Regions from separate parts of the Mus musculus genome. Here region 1 is linked to region 2. The links are chromatin contacts, called in public Hi-C maps. All regions are on one chromosome and are shown on one strand. The core of a region is the stretch at or near the end of the contact, and the rest is flanking DNA. Distances in the headings are between cores, read along the strand shown. Region 1 holds the start of 1700036G14Rik (RIKEN cDNA 1700036G14 gene). Region 2 has its middle 85 kb from the start of Gm31096.

Region 1 (3,775 bases), core at 681-3,180, 110 kb before region 2:
AGGTTTCTCCACTGTCTGTTAACATCACTCTGGAACCACACCATTAGCCCATGGCTTGGTGGACACCTATAAAGCCACTATACCACAAAACAGTAGCAGTTCCTTCCCCCTCAAGTTCCTGGCAACCTGGATCCTATTTCACCCGCTTTAGGCTTGACTATTCTAGGTATCTCCTGGAAACAAAACCAGAGTGCCGTTATTTTTCTTAGTCTGAAGATCAAGGCTGATTATTCCTCCTGTTAAGTTTTCTCTTGCTAGCTTTTACCCAGGCTCTCAGCCTTCCTAGAGCTCTCAGATCCTGATTAACAGTGCAACATTTCCTATCCGCGTTGTCTGCAGAGAGTGCGATGAACTCTACACGGCTCCATCCAAATCAGGGGCAGCATCTTTAACATAGTGAGTCAGAAGGCAACATTCTTCTCTAGCCAAGGTCTGAGAGTTAGCCAAACACCTTTGCTTTACTGTGGATTTCTAATCACCCTCACCTCACACTCAAAGCTGTGATTCTTTACTGTTACATTTGATGACTGAAACTCGCTTTCTGTCCCAACCTCTATTCTTGTCTTCCTCCTTAGCAAAAGAACCCTAATTTTCAGCTCCATTGACCCAGCCTCTCTCACAGCCAGATATGCCTGGGTGTCGCCATTGCAGTCAATGGGTTGTAAGTAAGAGCTGTGTGATGGAACTTTGGACATGTATGTCTTCCCTAAAAATAACTGACTCAGCTGGGAGGAGCCAGCCCTTCCTTCCCCCTGAAGTTTAAACGCAGTTGTAAAGGCTCAGTCTGAAGCAGCCATCTTGATCATGAAGTGACCTTGAGCATAAAGGAGAGGATCAATCTCTCTGAGTCTTAGAAACCAGGATTTTAGAAAGTAGCTTGAAAGGTCATTAGAAAAGAACAAAAAGTGTTTTGTCAGCACGCATTTTAGAAGCGCCCTGATAGGAGGAGCTACAAAAGCCTTTCTTTGGAGATTTCAGCCATCTCTAACAGTTTCCTTTGAAATCACTAATTATACTCTAAAAAGACGGCATCATTGGAGCCAGAACCAGCAGCCAATTACCCACGAGAAATCACTCACTGTGTGGGCTGTCTTTTCTCTCTCTGTTCGCATAATTTCAAAATGCAATTTCTAGAACCATGCTAAATACTTGTAAACAGAGATTGGTTTGATTGCAAAGGGGGAACCATTTTGGGGCGGTAAAAAACGACAATTATTTCTCCTTGTCCTCTAGTTCACAGAACAGCACCCTTTGGGTCACTTTTCAAATACCCACCACCGGATTTAGAGCCATCTGCAACTCCAGCCAGAGATGCTGACTTCTAAAGCAGGTGCAGGTTCCTATGAGGTGGTGGGAAAACCTAGCACTTGGAGTTAGAAGACCCAGGTTTGAGTTCCAGCTCGAGATATGGGCTGGCTAGCCTTCTTATGTCTCAGACTCCTCATCTCAAAACTGGCCACACAAAAGACTAAGTGGGCAAGGTGTGTATGTAAATTGTAATGGGCTCTAATGGAAAGCGAGCCTGGTAAAGCCTCCTGCCTTCTCTGGCATCCTATCAAGTGCCTGGAAGACTGAAGGTGTCTATACCAGTCATGACTATCAAACTGCAGCAAAATGGGAACTGCAAAGCGCTGGTAGCTAGCCACCACCAATGTTTGTCTTTCCTAGGTCTGATGTGGATGGAGCTTGGCTGCTGGGCTGGTTCAGGCCAGCTCAGGCTGGTTCAGGCTGGCTCAGGCCTGTTCAGACACCTATTCTTCAGCTGGGCGACGGAGCTGGGAAAGCCCTGCTTCATGGGTTTCTCATGCTTTTCTTAGGACTAAGGGCTAGTTGGAGCCCATCCTTTTCATGGTGGTATCAGAAAGGCAGAGGAAACAAGACAGCTTACCTGTTGTTGGTATTCCTTCTACGCTCCGCCCAACAGTTACCTAGCAACAGTCAGGTAGTCCTGGCTTGTTATAAAAGGGTGAGAAGGCTAGGCTGACTCCATGACAGGCTTCAAATTGGCAGTTCAGGAGACTAGGCCTAAATGTCTGTTTCTAAGAACTGGGCAATTTCAGGCAAGTCCAGGCCTCAGAAGCTGCCCTGTCACCTGCCCTGAGGCAAGGACAATGGGTCAGCAGCAGTTTCCAGACTTCCTCAGCAACAGTCTCCAGACCTCTCCAGCAAGTTTCTAGCCCCCACACTACAGAAATGGAATGTCTGGAGAGATGGACACAACAGATTAACATAGAGGTCACCTACCCCAGAATTCCCTAATGTGCTTTAAATCAGGCCTGCAAGTGCATTTGGGTGTTTCTCTAGCTTGGTCATGGGAGACCCCAGAACACTGGACTTCAGCAAAATAAAACACTCATTTCATTTACATACTATTTGAGTCTGGGCTATCATTCTTTAGAAAATCATGGACCCTTACAAAGGACTGTTTGGCTTCTCCATCTCTCTCTATCTGCCCTTTTCTCTATCGGACCCCCTTCTCCCTCTTTCCTGTTCCCCCTCCACCTCTCTTTCTACATGTTCCTGGCTGATCTCTCCCTCTCCCTCTCCCCCTCCCCCTCCCTCTTCTCCCTCTCCCTCTCTGTTCTCTTTCTTTGCCTCTACCTCTACTCCCTTCTCAACTCCCCTCCCTATGCCCCCAAATAAACTCTATTCTATACTACACTTGTGGATGGCTGGTACCTCAGGGGGGAGGGATGCCTTAGCATGGGCCCACTGAGGTACCCCCCTCCTATCATACCATACCAAGCTCTATAAAACATATCCTTGGCTTTATAAAACACATCACCTGTGATATACTAATACCCCATTCATCAGAGGAGGATGTGTGACCCATTCCATTCAGATACAGGGATTCCATTTAGCACATATACAATGCAGAGTTTCAAGGTACATGGTTCCAAGAACATGGACAGAAGGATGAGGTATTTGCTCACTAATCCCATTTACCATGAGAAGCAAGTAGACAAATATGCATGGTTTTTGAGTGAGTGAGAGGATAATTGAATGTTTTAAGATCAGAACAAATTCAGGACACTTAAGGTGAATCCATACATTGGCCATCAAATGTTGTCTTTGCTTGTCTACAATCCTTCTGTTAATAGGAGGTGGGAGGGAAGAGATAGCTACCATAAAACTATGAGAAGAAATTCACATTCAGTTCCTGTTTCCTCTTAGGTCATGTCTGGCCTCCAGACTTTGTTCCCTTCCCAGCATCTCTCCACAAACTCGCTCTTCACTGATGCTACACAGATTGTAGCTGATCTTGAAGATGTTGCCCAGACATGTTGAGTTCATTCTAAGTTGCAGAAGACTAGGGCAGGAAGACATGTTTCTGTCTCCTTTCTCTACAGATGTTTATCTGATTGTCCCTTGAGTTGAAATAAGCAAGATGGGTCTCTCCAAATGATAATGGCCCAAAGAAAAGCATGGAGGAACAAAAAGGTGAAGGGGGGGCATCATTTTCTTCATTTTTTTTCACGTTCTACTTTCCCATGCTGTTGATTTGCAATGATATATGTAAAATATATCTTATATATATATGGAAGGGTTTAGACATGCATTTCTTTAAAAATTTTTTCTTTTATTTGCTACTGGAAATTGAACCCATGGTCTCACTTATTCTGCACAAGCGTGCCCAGTCATTGAGCTGCATCCCCCGTCCTGCGTAACTGAATTTTTAAAAGAAAAATAATGTTTTAAAAGTTGCCCTTGTGTATCTGTGTTCCAAGTTCCCTAGAAGACAGAAAGGTGGAAGGGAGCCTCCAGGCTTCACGGT
Region 2 (3,938 bases), core at 765-3,264:
TGCCTCAGCTGTAAAGTGGGGGATGCATGACCTGACATATGAACTACTGCTAAATTCCGTCTGCTAAAGACGAAACTGTCCTCCTCATGCAAAATGCACACCTTCTCCCATTGCGAAATTTGTTTAAGTTCCTGAGAAATTCTCTTTGATGACAGAAATGAAAAGACTACTCTAGGATGGTCACCAAGACAAGATTATGCCAATATTCCCTACTCTATATAAACAGTGAAATACTTCTTGCAGGGGGGGTGTCTCTTAGCATTAGCTAAGGTCATTCTGTATGCCAACAGAAAAATAAAGACTTTCTCCTGATGTCTCTGAGTGCTTGATTGAATTCTCAGCTGGGGGTGGGGGGTGGTGGTGAATACTTCCCATAACCCTACAAGAAATGTGCACATTTTGTTTAATTGCCTAACATTACTCTTTAGATCCTAGGACAGGCCTGAACTACAGTGGACACTAACAAACAGAAATTGTAAATCAAGGGAATTTTTTTATTCAAATTTTTTAAAAAGGTGGAGAGGACTTGGCTAAGATAACTAAGTCTACCTATAAATGAGTACCAGGACCCAAAGTGGAGCACTGGAACCTGTTTTGTTCCCTGACAAGGACAAAGTGTGGGGTATTGGGTTTATTCTGTAGCACAGTGGAGTGTGTGCTATGAAATCGATGCAGCCATGGATGGGGAGAGGTGATATCTATTTTTCCATTGATGTTTGTTCTTGATTATCCTCACTGGCATCCCACTCCTGAGGCATCCCGGTAGTGCCAGGGTGGGGACTCAGATGCATTCCATCTGGCTCATCCCCTTTTGCCTCTGTGTCCTTCATGGCTGTCCCTAACTTCCTGTCCACTACCAGCATCAGTCTGAAGGCTGAGCCCCAACTCCTTAGGGAGATATATGTAGCTGCCTAAGAACTCTACCCACCAAACATCTCAAACCTTCCCTGTTGGCTTGGGGACAGGGTTGGGAATAAGCGAAGGGCTGAAACATTCAGAGCCTCTTCCTAGACACAGCAGTGGTATTTGTCTTTATGGAAAAGATGGGGAGCCAAGTTGCAGGGACTCACAACTAAGTCCAGTCCGGGCCAGCCCAGGCTAGCCCAGAGTCTCTGACCTGCCAGTATTGCTTCTTCCCTGGGACCAGAAGCATCACCTGAGTGGTATCTACTGGAATTCTATTCTGCCTTTTCCTCCTAGGTTCAAAATAAGGCTTTCTTGGTCCTATCAGGCTCCAACCTGCCTGTGTTTTCCCAGGCAAAGGAGCTGGAGACCTGGGGTTCACAGATAGCCTTGTATGGCTGTTTCTACCAAAATTATACATGAAACCAGAGAGGTTCATGAAACACATATGAAACCAAAAAGTAGTGTGGGTGTGGAAGGAACTGGGAAAGACTAGAAAAGAGCAAACAGACTTTAAATACATGTGTGTGTATGTGCACGTGTGTGCGTGTGCACGTGCATGCATAAGCTTAACCACCTCTGTCACCTGCTTTGACCTGGAATCCGGAAGTGCTCTTTATGACCTTATAGCTTAGAAGCAATGATATCCTAAGTAGAGGCTACAGGTGGAAGCAAGAGTCTGAGGAGAGGGGTCCTGGGCAGAATGTGATTTTAGGTCAGGCTTGAGAGACAAGGGGACATGGGAAGGGGTGGTTTAAGAGAAGAGTCAGTGCCAAGGGTGATATTTTGGACATAATATGATTGAGAAACCTATTAGATACCCAAGCAGATCTGCCTGACAGACAAATGACTGAGCATATTGAGAGTGGGGAGGGAGGGAAGATGAAAAGGAGGGAGGGAGGGGAAAAGGGAGGAAGGAGGAAGAGAGAAAAAAGGGAGAGGGAGAGAGAGGAAGAGGAGGAGGAGGAGGAGGAGGAGGAGGAGGAGGAGGAGGAGGAGGAGGAGGAGGAGGAGAGAAGAGAAGAGAGAAATCGCTGTATCATGCTGTCCTGCCTATAGTTGAAATTCCACATGCTGCGGAGATTCAGCCAGCAGGCCTGTGGAAAACTACTGAAGACTCCCTTGCACCACAGACTCTAAGTTTGAACGAAGGATTGGCTGGCTGCTTCCAAGAAGTATTTTGTGAGGACGTTGAGCGCTTCTTTCTTTTAGCTGAAGCACTTGACTTTGTCAGCAAGCCCAGATTGCATTTCTCTCACTGGGGTGAGCTCGCACCGATCACTATGAGCAGGCTCCCAAGAGGCTGAAGAGGAGACTCTCTGTTGGCCCCAAGGAGCAGAATCATCTTCCAGTCACCTCCTTGTGTCCTTCATAGATGTCCCTGCCTCCCAGACCCCAGCCAGGCTATCCTTTCTTCAGACAGACACATAAGGGAGACAGCACTCAAACTCGGGGTGTTTGGGTGAACTGCAATCAGAGAGGGGGTGGACTGAAAGGCTTAAAAGTGTTTCATTATTGAAGTATTAAACCTCTCTGAGCTGATCGGAAACTGATAGCTGACAGCCTCTATCCTGAGCTTCCCACTGGGTTTATACAGACCTCCCCATCCAGGCTGGAGGCCCCACACTTCTCAGACTATAGAAGGTAAGTGTTGGCTACAGTGAATGCCCTGAGTTTCCATTCCAGCTGTAGCTGACACCCCTTTTCCTGGGTTGGTGCCCACACTAGATGGATTGTCGGTTAAATATAGTGAGTCGTGTCAGTGGCATGGGGCATCAAGTCATGACAGTCTACTGCCAGTCTGTAACAGAGACACAGCTGGGAAAGTGCCCCAGACCCACTAATATCCCAATCTTGTCAGAGCCAGGACAGATCAAGACACCGTCCCCAGTGTCCTCTTCTTGCTTCCGTGGTGCTCCATCTCTCAGACAGGACACTCTGACCCTAGATATGTTTGGATTATCAAGTCCAGACAGTTCTGGTCTGAAATCTATCCTGTCCATTTAAGGAGACTTTGAATATATCTTCTTTGATCTAGTGTTGGCTGCCTTTAAAGTTTTACTCTCCAAGGGAAATTGTATTTCCCATTTCGAAGTTCTTAGGGATACCTCACTCTGGCAAGCCCCATAGACTGTCTACTCACAGGAGGTTAATCTTCATGAAATCCATCAGAGTTAAAGCTGCAGGGACCTTAATAATCATTTAATTCAGCCCTCTGGTTTTATAGGCCAGGTAACCAAGGACCACAGGAAAAAATGGCATGTTGGATCATTATTTATAACGGACATAATATTTACAACCAGTACAAATCACAAAGAAGACATTAATAAACTGAGCACACTGGAAAGCTGCTCACTCTGATTTTTTATAGTGACACAGACTAGTGACCTTCCTGGGCAGACGGAGACCCCTGTTCACTGAGAGGACATGGAGAACAAATATAGCAGCAAAACTCCATGAGCAGAAATCTCTGTTCTCGTCTGATAAAAAGAAGCAAAGAACTCAAAAAAGGAGTGAGAGAAGGCCTGTGAAGGCAGTATCACACAGCATCAGAGATGGTTTGGTTTAGACATGGCTCAATTCAGAGACAGTACAGTTCAAATATGGTCCAGCTCGGATATGGTCCTTCTCAGAATCTTCTTTCTAAAGCAAAGAGATAACTATGTGACAACTATTTGTCATAGTGTGGGTCTCCTGATATCTACTTTTCTTTCATAGCTGCCCATCTTCTGTTGAACAATCATCTCTGTGTTTCTGGATGATGATCTAGGAGATATGAGAACCCTGGTCCCTGACTTCCCTTACCATGTGTTTTCCATATCACCCTATTCAATTCCATCGATGCTCAGGTGAGCCTAGATTATTCTCTGTTTCTGAGAACCCAATTCCCCAACCCACAGTCCTCCCAAAGGCCCCTACTCAGAGACAGAGTCAAAACGGGCATCTGAAATATCCCTGAAGCAGTCTTCAGGGTTGAATTGATCCCCACTTATTCATTGCCAACCCCACGCCATCAGATCACAGCCACACTAGGC

The links. Hi-C and Micro-C count contacts between places; a contact is called where the count stands out from the background.
Region 1: a Hi-C map of cerebral cortex shows a contact between it and region 2, with 2.5 times the contacts expected there. The contact joins the promoter of 1700036G14Rik here to the enhancer-like site in region 2. A contact is called at or near these places in 5 of 484 Hi-C or Micro-C datasets (cerebral cortex, cortical neurons and nephron progenitors) and 1 of 115 datasets of contacts at active chromatin or transcription factors (neural progenitor cells).

What each region holds. Positions count from the first base shown.
Region 1 is chr3:85,315,674-85,319,448 of GRCm38.p6, reverse strand. It overlaps 1700036G14Rik (RIKEN cDNA 1700036G14 gene), which reads right to left and starts at 1,930. Exons shown (of 3, transcript NR_040542.1): 1 at 1,889-1,930.
Region 2 is chr3:85,204,822-85,208,759 of GRCm38.p6, reverse strand. No RefSeq gene overlaps it. Among named protein-coding and RNA genes, the nearest start is that of Gm31096, 85 kb to the right of the region's middle. Within about 2 kb of position 2,014, at least 13 of the 459 cell types and tissues checked have an H3K27ac peak or open chromatin away from gene starts, as enhancers often do. A contact at or near this core is called in cerebral cortex, where this site is marked.